2 separate regions of the Anser cygnoides genome follow, and region 2 is linked to region 1. Evidence: chromatin contacts called from public Hi-C data. All regions are on one chromosome and are shown on one strand. The core of a region is the stretch at or near the end of the contact, and the rest is flanking DNA. Distances in the headings are between cores, read along the strand shown.

Region 1 (4,919 bases), core at 1,545-4,044:
GAATAGTGCTGGGTTACATTCAGCCTACAGTTCTCTCCCTGGTCTGCACACAGCCCAGACTGCACCCTGTGCTGATCGAAGCATCCTTCGAGGGGAGCTCAGCACCGTCGCCCCACCTGGGAGTGGTAGCGCTCAGCATTGCGTGGCTTTATGGCTCACGTGGGCAGTGGGAGAAGGGAACAAAACGTCACCAGAACCCAAAGCCAGGCAGGAAAGTGGGGGCCAAGCAGAGACCCATGAGAAGGGAAAGAATCTCTGATAGAATCACGGAGTGATTCATGTTGGAAGGGACCCTAAAGCCCCCCCAGCCCCCCTGACATGGTCAGGATGCCCTGCCTCCAGCCCAGGCTGCCCCCAGCCCCATCCAGCCTGGCCTTGGGCACTGCCAGGGCTGGGGCACCCCCAGCTCCTTGGGGTAGCCTGGGACAGTGATGATCCTGTTCCAGATACACAGCTAGAGCAGGGTTTGCAGCTTGGGTACAACCATCTGCTATTGCTTGGCTTCCAGGCAATCACAATCCCACCCCAGCAGCCCTGGTAGCTCTTAATCCCCAAAAAAAGTCTCCCCAGGTCCTGTCCTTCAAGGCTGGTGACGATATGACAGCCTGGCTGCCCTGCCTGTCCTGCTGAGGATGGCCAGTGCTGCCTGGAGCCAGGGTCGGAGCAACTAAAATCAGCTGCATCTTTGTGTAGAGTGGTGTTAACCCAGTGCAATGAGCTTGTCTGGAAATCAGGGGGCTCAGGGAGTCTCTTAGAGCTGAAAGGAATCAGCTGGGCTTTGGTCCGTGTCAAAGGGTCAGATTTGTTTGAAAGAAATACTTGGATCTTTGGCAATTACTTAAGAAAAGTAGCCCTACAAAGCCAATCCATGTCAGCTTCCTCCATATTTCTTTTCATTTATTGGGAACTCTCTGTTTTGGTAAGGTCAGTGGAGGGCAGGCACGGCCAGACGAGCGTGGGCAGGTTTCTATTCTGCTGTTTGCACCATTTTCTCATCGCAGCCTGATGCTGAGTTAAAGGAGCAAGCCAGGAGGCTGTTCCCCCACCGACCTTGCACCATCATTTAGCAAACTAGCGTGCTGAGCACACCGGTGCTGGAAGCTATTGTGTGGGAACAGATTTATAGTGTTCAGATGGGATGTTCATACCAACACTCTGCTCTCTGCCACTGAAAAAAAAAAAAAAAAAAGAATAAAAATGAGCTCCCTGCGCCTGGGTGCAGCGAAGGAAATACCTGTGCTTAGGGTTTGCATCAGGGCTGTGCTAATAAATTCATTATTTCTGAGAATTTATCCCCTAAGTCCCAGTCCAGAAAATGATGACGTGGCTGTAATTTTGGCCAGGAGAGCAACCTTGCTGAAATCCCTGGGGTTTTCTAATAGCAGCAGTGATAAAGCTCAGGGCTGGAACTCACTGAGATATGGGGAAAGGCATAAAGGAGTGAGTGTTTGTCCCAGAGCTCTTGAGGGCTGCTAGCATTTGTCATGGCAGGACTCGGACTTTGTGCCCATCAGAGTGGACTGCAGAAAGGTGCTTTTTGACCCAGGATTTTTTCACGAGCTCCTGGCTCTGACACTCCCTTCTCAGGCTGAGATAACTGATGGAGCTCAGCAGATTTGCAGGCCCTTTCAGCCGCGGTGCCCTCCAATCTGCATCTCGTGTCTTCCCCTGGATATTTCAGTCCTGTTCCTCCCTCGTACAGAGTCCTCCCTCCGCTTGTTCTCTGAACGCCACAAGCAGGTTGTAAAATACCCCTGCTGAAAATGCAGCTCCCTCTGCAAACCTGGCCCAAGGCTAAGGAAGCTCCAGATGAGGCAGACACTGCCTGTTCAGGCTGTGATTCAGCAGAGCACTTGAAGCTCCTCCTCGAGCAGTGAAAGGATGAGGAATGCCTTTAAGAGTTCATCACTTTCTTAAGGCTTGGCAGAGGCAAGCACTGAGTTACTAAGCTGACCTGGAGGAGAAAGATGTTCAGAAATGCTGTTTAGTCACTTAGTTCAGCTTAAGTGATGCAAAATGGAGCATGATTATGGAGAAGGAAATGCATTTTGTCATTTGCTCTGTTGCTTCAGTGCACATGGAGATAACAGAGCAAAATAAGGCTTCAAGGAATTTTTGCCACTTATATTATTGGGAACAAAGCGAGGATGGGTTAGAGCCCATCCCAGGAGGTGCTTCGTGTTCTCCATTTCTCTGCAAGCCACTGGGCTTTAAATCTTTCTGGGACAAGGTGTGATGAGCAGCGAGAGCACTTTGCAAAGCCCTGGGAACTGCGCTTCAAGGACAGGAAGAGCTTTTACCTCCACAACCAGCAATAACAGGATGGAGCTGTGTACTGGATAAATACTCAGGCAAAGCACTGGGGACCTTTCCAAACAATGAGGTCGATTACCTGAGAAGTGAGCAGGCTCCGCTTGCTGGAGTTATTCAAAACTAGGAAAGTCAAAGCACTGTGGGGAATGGGCTTGGCTCTTGCACAGATGCGCCGGGGTGACATTGAGTTGCACCCTGCTCCTCGTTCTCACAACGTGCTCCTTCTGCAGCCCTGCTCACAGCAATCAGGAAAGTGGGATTTAGCTAGCTAGAAGTCATTTCCATTGCTAATTTTTAGGCTTCTGTTGAAAACACCTGGGAGGATGTTCAGCTTCTGTTGCGCACACTGGGAATTAATCCATTAAAGGTGATCTTCGAAGCAATTAAAACCCGGGGCTTGTGACTTGTTTGTTTCTCTAAGATGCCTAAAGAAGGTTTCAAGGATTTTTTATTTTTTATTTTAAAGTTTTTAGAACTTTTTTTTTCCACTTGCTTTTAGTATCTGGCCAGCTTCCTCTCCAGAGCTATAAGACAGACTGAATTTGTAACAAGAGGGTGATGGCAAAGGACAGCAACCTTGCTGCCCCCCACCGTGCCGTGGGAGACCTGCTGGCTGTCCTAGTACTACAGCTCTGCTCTGGTGACCACAGGGTAAAGACTGGAAAACTCTAGGTAAAAATAAATCTTTTTTTAGATGATTCTTCCACAAAGAAAGCTGAATTAGCTCTTGGAGATCTTTCAGCAAGCAAGTGGAGGTCTCATACTTGCAATACATGTAAGATTTTCCAGTATGCATACTAGGCAGAAATATGCTTCAAAAAACAAAGACTTCGTTGATACTTCAGAGTAAAATCACCTCCCTTTGTTGAGGTCCACATCAGTTCAGCACTGGGATATTGTCACAACCCCTTCCCTCCCTGGCTGACAGCAGAGCCCCCAGCTCTCCAGCATCTTGGTGTTTCAGGGTCCTTGGCTCTTGGACCTTGCACCCTTGGACCCTCCCTAGAGCCCTCGGTTTGTTGCTCCCCAGTGCCTTGAGCTGTTTGCCTAACCCTGAGCACAGAGAGCCGAGCTGGGGACACGATGTCCCCTACAAACATGAGCTTTGCCTTTGCCTGCGGGTCACTCCCTTGCAGCCACCAATGGGTCTCTGCTCTACGTGTGACTTTTTGGGACTAAAAGAGCTAAAACAAACACACAGCTTGGGGCAGTTCCCAGGCGAGCACCAGATGGTTCTCCCTGCCGCAGCCTCTGCTGGAGCAGATAGAAAGATTGTCCCAGTTGTTTGTGAGCTGCGGAGAATTAACACCATTAATTTACGGCAGGCCCTCGCATTAATCCTCCCCGTTAATTCCTTATCTCTGCTCCAGCATATTGGCTTCCAGAGCCCTCATCTGGGAAGCTCATCCGCTGTTTGTCTGGAAGTTGCCTTTATGCTTGCCCTTTGCTTGCGTGCTGCAAAGCCGGACGAAGAGCACGGAGGAGGCACAGAATGAGGGGGAGCAGAGGCACGAGCAGAAAGGGGGCTCAGGCTCTGCACGAAGGAGAAATTTCTCCAGGCTGGAGAGCTGCAGCTGGAGGGTGTCAGCGCTCAGCAGCCCTCATCCCGCGGGGTGGATGCCTTTGAGGAGCAGGCTGAAGAGGTCTTTGCTTAAGCAGTGAGGGTTCAGCCACAGGGGAATCTGCTGGTGTTTGTCTTGCCTGTAATCAAAAAAATGCATCTTTGCGACTGAAACCGAAAGGACATTAAAACTGCAACCACAGCAAACAAATAAATTAACTCCTAATGACCTCCCAGCTCCTTTTCCTACATGTTTTTTTTTTTTTTTTTTTACAAGAAGCCATGCCAGAAAGTTTCAGGGAAAGGAGCTGAGGCCGTGTTTACTTGGGCCGTGTGTGCAGCCACTCGACGCCGCAGCCCTCAGGACTTGCCCATGGGCAGTGGGGGACAGATATCCAGATTTCAGCTTGCTCAGGACAGCCCATCCTTTAGAGGCAGGAGACACAGGCACAGAGGTTCAGCTGAGGCTGAAAAGCTACCCCGGAGCCACTTGGTTTCCTCCTAAAGCATCCCAGGTCCCTGGCAGCTCTCAATAAGAGCCTGGCAGGAGGTATTGCTATGGATTTGTCCTCTGCATTAGCAGATGCTCAGGGTTGCTCGAGCACGTCGCCCAAGCATCGAGGCCAGCTATCAGTTTTCTTGGGTCAAGATGCTTCACTCAGAGCTTGCTGATGCCTCCAGCCCTTGCCCACAAGACACGTCTTGTTAGACGGCTGCTGTTAGCTGAGAGGGAAGCTGCTTTATTTGCAGAAAACTCTTTTTAGGGGGTTGACTGGATTTCCTGGTCCCTGTCCTATGTGTAACAAATGATCCCACTGCGTCTGCTTGTCTGCGTCTCTGCCTTCAGCCGAAGCTGTGCTTTTGCTATGGCTGCTATTGGATTACTAGAAGCAGCCAAAAATGCTCTGATGGGAAGAGTTCTCCCTTAGAAACGGCTCATTTGTTTACTCCAAAATGCCGTGCAGGACAGGATTGATTTTATCAACATTTTCAGCCGGAGAATTTCCACATTTTTTGTTTTGCAGTGCTTGGGCGTTCAGTTTCT
Region 2 (4,919 bases), core at 1,364-3,863, 39 kb before region 1:
TTTCTTCAAACATTTCACGTAGCCTATACCGGTCTTATTCGACATGGATTTCCTAGCGCTTGGCTTGCGGGAGGATTTATCCTTTTCGCTTCCATGCCGTGCACTCACGGCCTGCAAAGCGACGTGTGCCCGGCTTTCTGGAGGCAGAAGGCATGAAGCTGAGCGAGCTGCAGGAAGGCTCCCGGTCGGAGAGCGGCAGCAGCGGGCAGGAGATGGCCCCGTGCTGCAGCCGCAGGGCTGGCGCACCTGCAGGGATGCTCCAGCTTCGAGGCGCCCAGGGGCTTTTTTTTTTTTCCAGCATCCCCCCCCTGCACAGCACCATGTGAATTTGCAGCCCGAGGTGTGAGAAGTGATCTGCAGCCAAGAGCACAGGCTCAGAGGAGCATCTCAGTGAAGCTGCATTTTAATTTGTGATTGCAACGGTGGGCGTCCTGCAAGCAGGAGCGCGCAGAAGTGTACCATAACCTTACCTCCCCTGTTGCTCGATTCCTCCCCTCCTTTCTCACACAGGGGACCACGCAACATGCAGAGGGGTGCAGGATCAGACCCTGAGGGTTTGCAGCCAGCGGTGTTTATTCCCTTAGAGCCAAAAGCCCCTTTGGCTCCCCAGAGCTCAGCGCTCTGCCGGGGGCTGCTTGCCCCCCATAAGGGCACCATGCTGGGGACACGATGCGCGTCTCCCGCCGGGGGTGTCCCAGCAAACGGCCATGCTCTGGGGCGCAGAGCAAAACTTGCTGCGGCTCACGCCAGCTAAAGCGAGGTGCTGAGCAAGAGGAATCAATAGATGGTGCTCTTCTTTTGTGCAACGCCGCAGCGCGGGGCTGCAGGCAGGGGTATCCACCTCCGGGCATGGGGCTGAGACCCCCGTGCTGATTTGGGTGCCTGCCCCTCGCTGCTTCACAGCTGAGCCTCCTCTCCTCTCCCATCCTGGAGCTCCGGCCCCAAATTAACCACATTTTGTAGGTCCTGGGGGGGCTGCCTGTGCCCTCTGCAAAGCTTCTCTGGAAAGATAGGACTTATGCAGCTGTGAAATATTAATACTTTTTTTTTTTTTTTTTTTTTTTTTAAGATCTAATAACTCCTTCCTGAGAGATCGCAGAGCCCATGAGAGCTGATAAAGTTTATTTTCTCTGCAGTGCATTATCTGCCTGATGCAGCCCTGCCTGGGAGGACAGCTCAGGGTCACTTGGGCGAGGAGTATTTCTGAACGCACCAATTCGGCTGTCTCCTACTGAGCAAAATGTATCTCTGCTGATAGGGCTAATGAGGCGGGCGTTTAATTATTATTTAATGAGCTTGTGCCCGGACAGCAGATAATCTCTGCTTTGGAAACATCAAGTCACTGTGCCCGTTGCACCCCGTTTCCAGTCTGTGACCCCAGCAGGAACTGCCAGGGGGAAAATGTGGTTGTGGATCTCCTGGCTGCTGCTAAACCACAGCCCTGGGTAGGGAAAAATCCCCGTTGGAGTTTCTACCTCTTGTCTCTGGGACCTTGCTGAAGGGGCCATGGGCACCCAGCATAGCCAGAGAGGGCAGCTGGTGCAGCATTTTGGGCAAGCAGCAGGAGAAGGGCCGGGCTCAGACATCCAGGGCTGTGAAATCATCTGAAACACAGGTTTTTGGGGGTCTGAGATAACTTGTCTGGTGTAAAGCTCCGCCACCCGTGCAGTGCCTGATGCAGCAATTCAATCTCAAGGTGCACGCAAATGACTTTTATGAGGACTGTAAGGTGAACATGAAAAAGTGCGTGCAGGATTAAGGCGTGCAATCCACTGAGAGCAGAAGCTCGTGGTGTTTTATGGCATTTAATCCTGAAAACATCATCTCTGGAGACCATGGGTTATCAAGCAAAGCAGTACGACACCTTCGAAATTAATAGCCCAGACCCAGCATCTCTCAGCAGCCTTGCTTTGCTTTCTTCACCCCATCTGAAGCTCCAAGAAGCCAAAAGCTGCATCGGGGCTGCCAAACCAGGGCTCCCCTGGACCAACGCATCTCCAAGCCTCGGAGGATTTGCCATCGTGTCTCTGCGCCAGGGCCAGCTCCATCCCCAGCCCAGAGTGATGGCCGAGGTGCTGCAGAGGGAGCAAACCCCGCAGTCACACCAAGGAGAGAGGATCCCCAATGCCCCCTCGCAGCCGTCCCCATCCCAGAACCCAAAACATGCAAAGCCACCAGGACAAATCCCCTTTTCCTCTTGGTATATCGAACTAGGGCTGCCTGTGCATTAATTCCTCGGTTCCTTATCTGAAAATGCAGATTAGTGCAAAAAACAGTGCTGAAAAGTAAATAGCACGGGGTTATACAAACTCCCGATCGCAAACCCCAGGACATCACCACAGCTTCAAAGGCAGAAACTGGAATAAGAAAATGGACGTAACAAAAAAGCCTGCTAAGGATGGGACCCTTGAGAAAAGGGGAAAAAAATAATAATAAAAAAAAAGCAAACCCAGCTTGTGCCGGGACCATGCACAGAGTTTACAAAGCCCTGCATCAGCAAACCACATCGGCGGCTCTGTAATCGCTCGGATTGCAGCCTATGGGACGAAAGAAAAATAAAATCCTACCGAAAGAGACGATTGCAAAAGTTTGGGTTAAAATGTGCTCCGGCTTTTGACACGGAGCCCAAGCCCCACCTCCGCACACCCATCCCCACCTCCGGGCTGGGAAGTAAAAGCACCGAATGGCCGGGGCAGCTGCTGCCAGAGGAAAACTTTTGCTCCCAGCCCAGCAGGACGGGACGGGGACGGGGACGGGGCGAATCCTACAACTGTGAGTACGGCAGCAGTGGCCGGGCTCTCGCGTCTGCCCCGTGCTTCGCAGATCGGTGGCGGCGAAGTTCCTCATGCTGCTTTCTTCACTGCCTTCTTTTGCACGGCTCCTTGAACCTGCTTGGTTCCTGGGCTGGATTTCTCTAGTGGCATAAAAAAAAAAAAAAAAGCTAAAGGGAAGAAAAGAAAAAAAAAAAAAAGAGAGAAAAAAGGGAGGAAAAAAAGGAGTGATTGCAAATGTTTTGCACTGCCAGTTCTGCAAGGGCTTTCTGCATGTTTTTGTTGCTCCTTCTCTGCTCCCACTTACTTAAACCCCTTTTTCCAGTGAAGCAGCTCCACTTATTGCTCACTTTGCAGTTTCCTTACCCCTAAGGCTTCCACTTATTTCTCACTTTCCAGCAAGTTTCCCTGTCCCCAAGGCTGCCAGGGCTCCTTTCTCTTGCAGCTTTGCTCCAGTGTTTATGGGAACATCTCTTCCAGCTCTGCCAGGTAGCCCCGGATCCCTGGGAGCTGGTGACAGTGGTGGTGGCACCTGGGGACCTTGCCCAGCCTGGAGTTTTTTGGGCTGGGCATTGCCTGGGAGAGGAGCCGCTCTGCACCAGTTCAAGGAGGATGGATCGCTGTCCTGCTTGCAGAAAGCTGATGGGACCTCCAGAGGGAAGGGGTGGCAGGCAGCGGGGAAGGTGCAGGGCAGGTTGGAAGCGTTGGTGCAGCTCTGCAGGGCTGGGTGAAGATGCAGTGCCTGCAGACGGGGCACTGGCTGCATCCCTGCTGCTCGTGACGGGCGTTTGTGGCTCGTGAGAGGTGCCTGGGGGAAGCCCTGTGGGCACTGGGTGACACGGGCCAGATCCTTGCTGAACTGCTCTGGGGTAAAACACGCTTCTGGGGTGAAACATGCTTCTTTGTGGGCTTGCAAACGGTGGAGGTGGTTTGTGCGGTCCCTTAAATCCCGAGAGCATCCTGGTTTCCAGCTGTAGCACCAGCCCGTCCTCCCTGGAGACCCAAAACGCCGGGAGAAGGCGCGGTGCTTCGTGCGGCCCTGCTGTTTGTGCCTGCGTTTGCTCCTCCTGCCAGCTTTCAGCTGGAATTTTCCCCCTGGGCACGGGGACAATGGGGATGGCTGTGCTGGCTGGAGGGGGAACGTCACCCCCCTGGGGACGAGTCCCCCCCAGACCTGCCCCTTTCCAGGAGCAGATGCTTTCAGCCCTTATCTCTGTCCAGCCACGGAAGCTGTAAAACCTGTTACCCCTCCCGTGCTGAGCTGGTTTCTTTTTGCTCAAGAGGCACGTGATACACCTCGAGGATGAACCCTGGAATCCCTCTGGTGCTTTTGGGGAAGTTCTGCTCTCCAAAAGGGCATACGGCTCCTCTCGTCACACCTGGTGTGTCCGAGGCAGCTCTCACAGCGAGCACCGCTTTGCAGCAGCACCGCGGGCTTTCTCCAGCAAGCAAATCACAAATAAAACCCTGCTTCTCCCCATCTTCTTCACGGTGGAGGAGCTGGAGCAGAACCTGGAGCTAGGAAATGGGTGGGATTTCCGTACCGTGATGTTTTCAGGTCCTGCTGCTTCGTGTCCAACCCAGGCAGGCTCCAAACCATGCGCTGCTGCTCTTAGTGCTCCAGGTCCACGGTGAGAAGCAAAATGCCAGTCAAGGACATTGGAGTAAATCAAAGGACAAGGGCAAATAAGACAAAGAGAGATGCTCAGGGCTGGTTGTGAGCAGCTGGGCAGCACCAAGGCTACCCAGCAATACAAAGAGGCCAGGGCTGAGCTGCTTCAGGAGCTTATCAGAATCCACGTCTATATTTCATCCCACCGGCCGTGTGTGATAACCCCCTGGAGCATCCATCTGAGGCAGCTCGCCCCGTGGTCGCTGGTACAGCTCCAGCGGGCGATGGAGCATCCTTTATCTGAGCTCCCATCAGGATATGATTTCTCACCACTGGTCCAAGCCATATTGATCTGTTCTCAAGGGCTTTTTATCAGCTGTCTGCAGAAATTTCATGACCACGTGTTGTGTTTTTTTTTTTTTTTTTCCACTCTCTGCCCTGCACTGATCTATGGTGTCCTGTGCTCAGATGGAAGACGTCAGAAAGGTGAAAAGCAGGAGAAGAAACATCTTCCCTTGCTGTGCCCATGTGTCGGG

The links. A called contact is a pair of places that touch in the nucleus more often than the background predicts.
Region 2: a contact with region 1 is called in a Hi-C map of liver, with 1.8 times the contacts expected there. The contact joins the promoter of SLCO2B1 here to the enhancer-like site in region 1. A contact is called at or near these places in 3 of 7 Hi-C or Micro-C datasets (all in liver).

What each region holds. Positions count from the first base shown.
Region 1 is chr1:211,542,731-211,547,649 of Taihu_goose_T2T_genome, reverse strand. All of the region lies in intron 8 of SLCO2B1 (solute carrier organic anion transporter family member 2B1), which reads left to right. Among named protein-coding and RNA genes, the nearest start is that of SLCO2B1, 39 kb to the left of the region's middle. Within about 2 kb of position 2,794, at least 2 of the 3 cell types and tissues checked have open chromatin away from gene starts, as enhancers often do. A contact at or near this core is called in liver, where this site is marked.
Region 2 is chr1:211,581,893-211,586,811 of Taihu_goose_T2T_genome, reverse strand. SLCO2B1 (solute carrier organic anion transporter family member 2B1) reads left to right here and starts at 2,613. Exons shown (of 15, transcript XM_013191275.3): 1 at 2,613-2,772.